Regions from separate parts of the Pan troglodytes genome. Here region 1 is linked to region 2. A link is a contact called in public Hi-C data. All regions are on one chromosome and are shown on one strand. The core of a region is the stretch at or near the end of the contact, and the rest is flanking DNA. Distances in the headings are between cores, read along the strand shown. Region 1 overlaps TMTC2 (transmembrane O-mannosyltransferase targeting cadherins 2). Region 2 holds the start of TMTC2 (transmembrane O-mannosyltransferase targeting cadherins 2).

Evidence for each region. Hi-C and Micro-C count contacts between places; a contact is called where the count stands out from the background.
Region 1: a contact with region 2 is called in a Hi-C map of induced pluripotent stem cells, with 2.2 times the contacts expected there. The contact joins the enhancer-like site here to the promoter of TMTC2 in region 2. A contact is called at or near these places in 2 of 7 Hi-C or Micro-C datasets (induced pluripotent stem cells and stem cell-derived neural progenitor cells) and 1 of 1 datasets of contacts at active chromatin or transcription factors (stem cell-derived excitatory neurons).

Annotation. Positions count from the first base shown.
Region 1 is chr10:89,808,091-89,811,188 of NHGRI_mPanTro3-v2.0_pri, forward strand. The region is part of intron 8 of TMTC2 (transmembrane O-mannosyltransferase targeting cadherins 2); the gene reads left to right. Among named protein-coding and RNA genes, the nearest start is that of TMTC2, 310 kb to the left of the region's middle. Within about 2 kb of position 1,506, at least 1 of the 24 cell types and tissues checked has an H3K27ac peak or open chromatin away from gene starts, as enhancers often do. A contact at or near this core is called in induced pluripotent stem cells, where this site is marked.
Region 2 is chr10:89,494,001-89,497,118 of NHGRI_mPanTro3-v2.0_pri, forward strand. It overlaps TMTC2 (transmembrane O-mannosyltransferase targeting cadherins 2), which reads left to right and starts at 1,633. Exons shown (of 12, transcript XM_016923925.4): 1 at 1,633-2,474. The coding sequence starts at 2,392.

The DNA.
Region 1 (3,098 bases), core at 256-2,755, 310 kb after region 2:
CTTTCTTGATCCCTTTACTTTGAGCCTGTGGGTGTTGATACCTGTGAAACAGATCTCTTGAAAACAGCAATTGGGTCTTGATTTTTTAATGTAACTTGCCTTTCTGTGCCTCTTACGTGGGGGTGTTTAGATCATTTACATTCAGGATTAATATTCATATGTGAGATTTTAGTCCTATCATTGTGTTATTAGCTGTTTTATGTAGACTTGATTGTGTAGTTGTTATATCATGTCTGTGGGCTATGTGCTTAATAGAGTTTTTATGGCAACAGGTATTGTTCTTCCATCTCCATGTTTAGTACTCCCTTAGAGACCTCTTTTAATGCTGGTCTAGTGGTAATGAATTCCTTTAGTATTTACATGGCTGAGAAGGATTTTATTTCTCCTCAATTTATGAAGTTTAGTTTGGTGGGACATGAAATTCTTGGTTGGAATTTCATTTCTTTAAGGATGCTGAAAATAGGTCCCCAATCTCTTCTGGCTTGTAACGTTACTGCTGACAAGTCCAGTTGCCTTTAAGATATTTTCTTTTTCATTGACCTTGTAGAACCTGATGACTGTGTCTTGGGAGTGCTTATTTTTTATATTATCTTGCAGGAATTCTCTGATTTTCTTGAATTTGCATGTTGACCTCTCTAGTAAGATTGGGAAAATTTTCGTGAACTCTTACATATCCTCAAATATGTTTTACAAGTTGCTTACCCTCTCTCCTTCTCTCTCAGGAATGCCAGTGAATTGTAGTTTTGATCTCTTTACATAAGCCTATATTTCTTGGAGATTTAATCATTTTTCTTATTCTTTATTCTCTTTTTTGTCTTTCTGCATTGATTCAAATAATTAGTCTTTGAGCTCTGAGATTCTTTGCTCAGCTTGCCCTGTTGTGTTGTTAATGCCTCCAACCGTATTATGACATTCCTTGTGAATTTTTCACTTCCAGAACTTTTCCAGTTTTTTGGTTTAGTTCTTTCTTAAAATGGCTGTTGCATCTTTCAATTCTTGGATCATTTTACTGGATTCCCTGGATTCTTTGGATTGTGTTGTGACTTTCTTCTAGATCTCATTGAGTTTCCTTGCCATCCAAATTTCTAAATTGTACATCTGTCATTTCAGCCATGTCAATCTGGCTAAGAAGCATTTCTGGGAAACTAGTGAGATCATTTGGAGGTAAGGAGACACTTAGACTTTTTGAATTGCCAGAGTTCTTGTGCTGATTCTTTCTCATCTGAGAGGGCTGGTGTTCCTTTATCTGTTTTAGAATTTGCTGTCATTTGGGTGGGACTTTTTATTTTTATATTCTTTATTTATCTTAAGGGTTTGACTGTGAGATATGTATCTATTCATTTGGCTTCAATTCTGGGTCCTAACAGAAGGCCATGGCTCTGCACGGGATCTTTATTTGTGGAAAGATTCCTGCATTTTGTTTCACAGGCAGTGTATACTGGCCGAAATTTTTTTTTTTTTTTTTTTGAGTAGGGGTAGGGCGGTGTAATTCAAGTTCCAATCCAGTAGATGGTGCTTAAGAGTCATGGTTGGCAGGCGCGAAGCAGGGAGTGGTGGCTCACGCCTGTAATTCCAGCACTTTGGGAGGCCAAGGCAGGCAGATCAATTTGGGAAGCTGAGGAGGGCAGATCACTTGAGGTCAGGACTTCGTGACCAGCCTGGCCAACATGGTAAAACACTGTCTCTACTAAAAATACAAAAAACAGCCGAGTGGCCAATATGGTGAAACACTGTCTCTACTAAAAATACAAAGATTAGCCAAGTATGGTGATGTGCGCCTGTAATCCCAGCTACTCCAGAGGCTGTGGCAGGAGAATCGCTTGAACTCGGGAGGCGGAGGTTGTAGTGAGCCCAGATTGCACCATTGCACTCCGGCCTGGGCGATAGAGCTAGACTTCGTCTTATTAAAAAAAAAAAAAAAAAAAAAAGGGAGAGAGAGAAAAGAAAAAAGGGCCTAGGAGGCAGAGAATGCAGTGAGCCGAGACTGCGCCACCACACTCCAGCCTGGGAAACGCAAGGAGAGTCTGGTCTCCAAAAAAAAAAAAAAAAAAAAAAAAAAGAGTAATGGCTGGCAGATTGGCTCCTAGCCTAGCACCTCTTTTGTGATTCAGCACCTTTGCAGTAGTGCTCTGTGGTGGGGGAGATGGGAGAGAAGAGATGACCCCCTTATCATATACGTTATTGGACCTTAGGGGAGCCTGCTGCAATCACTGGTGCCGTGCCCTTGAACCCCGGCTTCACTCTTCCCCATGCTCTGAGAGTGACGGCTCTTACCCTGCTCCAACCACACATCTCAGCTCTGCATTCTGGATCTACGTGCTCTGACCCTGGGGACTTGGGACCTACTGGGCCAGCAGCCTTGTCCTCTGACCCTTTGAGATCGAGCACCAGCTGTGCTTGGTGGAGGCAGGGGGTTTTGGCAGGTAATTGCCCCAGGGTGGGGTTGCTCCCAGGCCACTAGCAAAGCACTCAAAGCAGTATGCCTGCTCCTGTGCAAGCAGCCAAGCAGGGAACCCCAGGAGGGGTCAGTGCACAGGCAGATGTGCAGATCTGACACACCTTGATATCTTAGGAAAGACAGCCCTGTTCTCTCCCAGTCCAGTCAGCAAAGTTAAGAGCCATGCAGAGGAGCATGGAGAACCCTTGGATATCGATGCCTATTACCATATTTTGTTGCAGCTGTCCCCATGCAAAAACCCCCTGGGCTTTACACATGCTCAAGTTTGGTCTCTGTCTACTCTCTGGGCAGTCCCCCCTACCAGCTCAACTGTCTGTAGGGGTGGTGGCATCTTGTGCAGCCAGGATCCCAGAAGTCCATGGTTAGTGTGGGTTTCTCTACAGGTTCCTCACTTACCACTTCCTTAGGAGCCATTCAGGGCCAAGGAGTCCTTCCTATAGGTCGGCCATCCCATGCAGTGCTCTTAGTTTCCTCTCTCTTTAGCCTTGGTGCCTGCGTTGCCTCTCTGTCAACTCTCAGTGTTTTCTCCCAAAAGATCTGTCTTGAAGTATGTTGATTTGCTCCATATTTTGGTCTCACTCGCTTGGAGAGGCTCTTCCTGGGTGTGTCTAATTGGCCCTCTTTTCCCACCTCTTCTTAG
Region 2 (3,118 bases), core at 383-2,882:
GTACTCATAAGATAAGTACTATTATTATCACTGTTTCATAGATTAGAAAACAGAGTCACAAAGAGGTTGAGCGACTGGCCAAAGATCGCCCAAATAGTAATAGCAGAGTATGCACTCAAACTTAAACATCTGATCCCACAGTATGTGTTCTTCCTTCAGTGTTCTAGGACACCATATACATATTTTATATATACTATATATATCTCAGCATGTAAGTGCATTGGAGAGACACAGAGCATCAGGATGGACTAACTGATATGATTTTCGAAATTTTCAAGTGAGCAAAGGTTATGGAGGAAAAGGGTAAAAGATCAGTCCCTACATGTAAAGACATAATTCCTTTTATTTTTGTTTACATATATTTGTCCAGGGCACAAAAAATGTGCTACTGTGGATGGCATAACAGGTATAATATTAATAAATATTCATCATTTTATCTGTGTGTATCCAATACAGATTTCTCAGATTTCCTTGTGAAATCAGGGAAATATGTAGCTTTGTTCTACAGAAGCCCAGACCACGGTATTTTCTTTCCAGGCCACTGCTAGACACCCAGGGGGCTCAATTTCTTGCCACAGTTTCGGAGAGCTTGCTGGTTAGGTGCTGCTCTTGGTTGGAACCAGTCGGCCCGCATGGAAAACAGACCTGTCTTCCATACCTTGTGGTTACTATGCAGCAGGGGGCGCTGCAGTAGTGTACATCGCGGTGCACCGGAGCCACTGTCCTGGCCAGAAAGCCAACAAGCCGGGAGGAGGCGTGTCAGGCAGCCCTGGGTCCTCTTTGGTCTTGCAACTTTAGTACCCAGAGCTTGTTCTACACAGACCATTCTACACCATATTTCACCATGTTGGATGCTTTCCATCCAGTCCTGCCTCCGAGCGGAAAGGAAAGGGCATTAGCTTACCGCCTTACTAGGTTTAAGTATAATGCTGTACCGGCTTGCACTAGAGGTTTCTCTCCTGTGTTCTCAGGGTCAACCCGACAGTCCCTCTGAAACCACGAAGGGGTCCCCGGGCAGTTGCTGCGGGGTGTGTGTGTGTCTTTCTTTCCCTTTTTGGGGTCCTTTCTTTTTAACCTTACTGAAGGAGGAAACGTTTCTCTCCCCACACGTCTTTCCATTGACATTGTGGCCAACCGTAGGCTAAGAGCTGAAATCTCTCCTTCCTAAGTTGCCTCCAAGCTCTCCAATACTACCTCCTCCCGCCCCATTTAGTCTCACACACAGTGTGCGTGAGAGATCGCCAGTGAGTTTGTGACAACCGAAGCTGCAGCAGTCGCCAAACCTGTTCTTCCTCTCCCGGTCTCAGAAGTCTCTCCAGCTGACCGGACTTACGCCTGGCAGCTCTTGGCACACACAGCGCTGTGGCTGAGATTCAGCCGTGCCAGGCGCTGCCAGGCAGCAGCGGGGCGACCGACCACCTCCTCCTCGGCCTCCTTTCTCCCAGCTTCCCCTCCCAGGGCGCACTGAATCTACTCCTTTGGGCTGTCTTCCAGCCGTCGCCCTTGGGTCCCGGGGGCTTTCCAGAGTGAAATCGAAGGTGAAAGAAACAAGAGGACAGGAGGCTGGTAGGAGGAGCCTCCAGGCCGGGGAGGGTGGGAGGAGCCTCCAGCCCGAGGGGCAGGGTAGGAGGAGCCTTCCGGGAGGATCTGGGTGGAGAAAGGGGCTGGGCCAAGCCGGGATGGAGGGTTGGTCACGCAGGCGCGGGGGGCCGCGTCGAGAACCCCGCGCGGGAGCTTCTGGAGTCTCCAGCCACCGCTTCTCACTTCATTGGAGAAGGGAGCTGGGGCTGGGGCTGGGGCCGGGAGGGAGCTAATAAACATTGAATGTGCAGCAGCCGCCTTGGCGGCCGGAGTCCGCCCGAGCGACACCGGAGCAGTGCGCCCGGGAGGCGGCGAGGGGAGGCGGTTCGCCTTGTCCCTCCCACCCGCGCCTCTTTCTCTCTCTTCCTCCAGCTGGTCCCAGAGCCCGGCTTAGTCCGGTCCCTCTGCCCCCATCCCGCACCCTTCAACCTCCTCCGAGTCCCACTCCTCACCTAGGACGCCCCAAACTGCCATGGGTTAGGGTGGGGATCGCGACCCGCGCGAAAGACCAGCCCTGCGCTTCCGCCGGGGGACGCGGAGCCCAAACGCCGCTCACCGCTTGCGGGCGCCGGGCATGGGGAGTGTGGTGTGAGCCCGCACCCGGGGAGGACGCAGGAGCTGCGGAGCCGGGCGCGAGGAGGAGGAGAGGAGTCGTGGATTGGAAGGACCCGAGGGAGGGAGGGTGGGGAAGCGAGGGAAAAGTGAAGCTGGGAGGAGAAGGCGGCGGAAGGTGGAGATTGATGCTTCTGTTTTTTGTTGCCGCTGCTGCCCTCGCGCTGGGAGCCGAGCCGGAGGGAAGGCGGTGGAGAGATGATTGCAGAGTTGGTGAGCAGCGCTCTGGGGCTCGCCTTGTATCTCAACACCCTGAGTGCGGATTTCTGCTATGATGACAGGTAAGGGGCCGAGAGGAGGGGGCGACGGGCTGCAGGGGGCACACTCCGCGGTGGCTCTGAAGCTTCCCTCTTTAAGGCTCAAAGTGCGTCTTGGACGAACTGGTTCAGCACCTGATGGTTTAGGCGACACGTAAACATTAACACCTAAATCAAACACCGGGGACGTGAGGCGCGCTGGGCGGGCCGAGGGAGTTTCCGCTCCTAGTTTGCAGCAGGTTCTCTCCCTTGCTTCTCGGCTGTTGGCAGACGCTTGAGTTTCTTAGCGGAAATCCCGGCAATTTGGGAAACTGTTTAATGAACGTATTAAATTAAAGTCTTAGGTATTCCTTGATGCAACAAAGCACATTAAGTGATTTTACGTCTGGTTGGGAGGAAGCCTCTCCTCGATCCCTGATAGATCCTCCCTGTCCCGTTTCCTTTTATTGATGGGACATTTTTATTTCCCGAAGTTAAAACACACGTTTGATAGTTGCCAAAATTGTGAAAAGGGAGATCGTTCTCTGCTTTAACTTTCCCTTTTAACGTGTATAGACTTTTACTTTGAGCCAAAATAATGCTGCTGATGGTCTCTCCCGCCGCCCTAGCCTCCTTCACCAATCCATTGGGCAGCACTTTATAAAAGCCTCGGCTTTCTCATTTCTGTT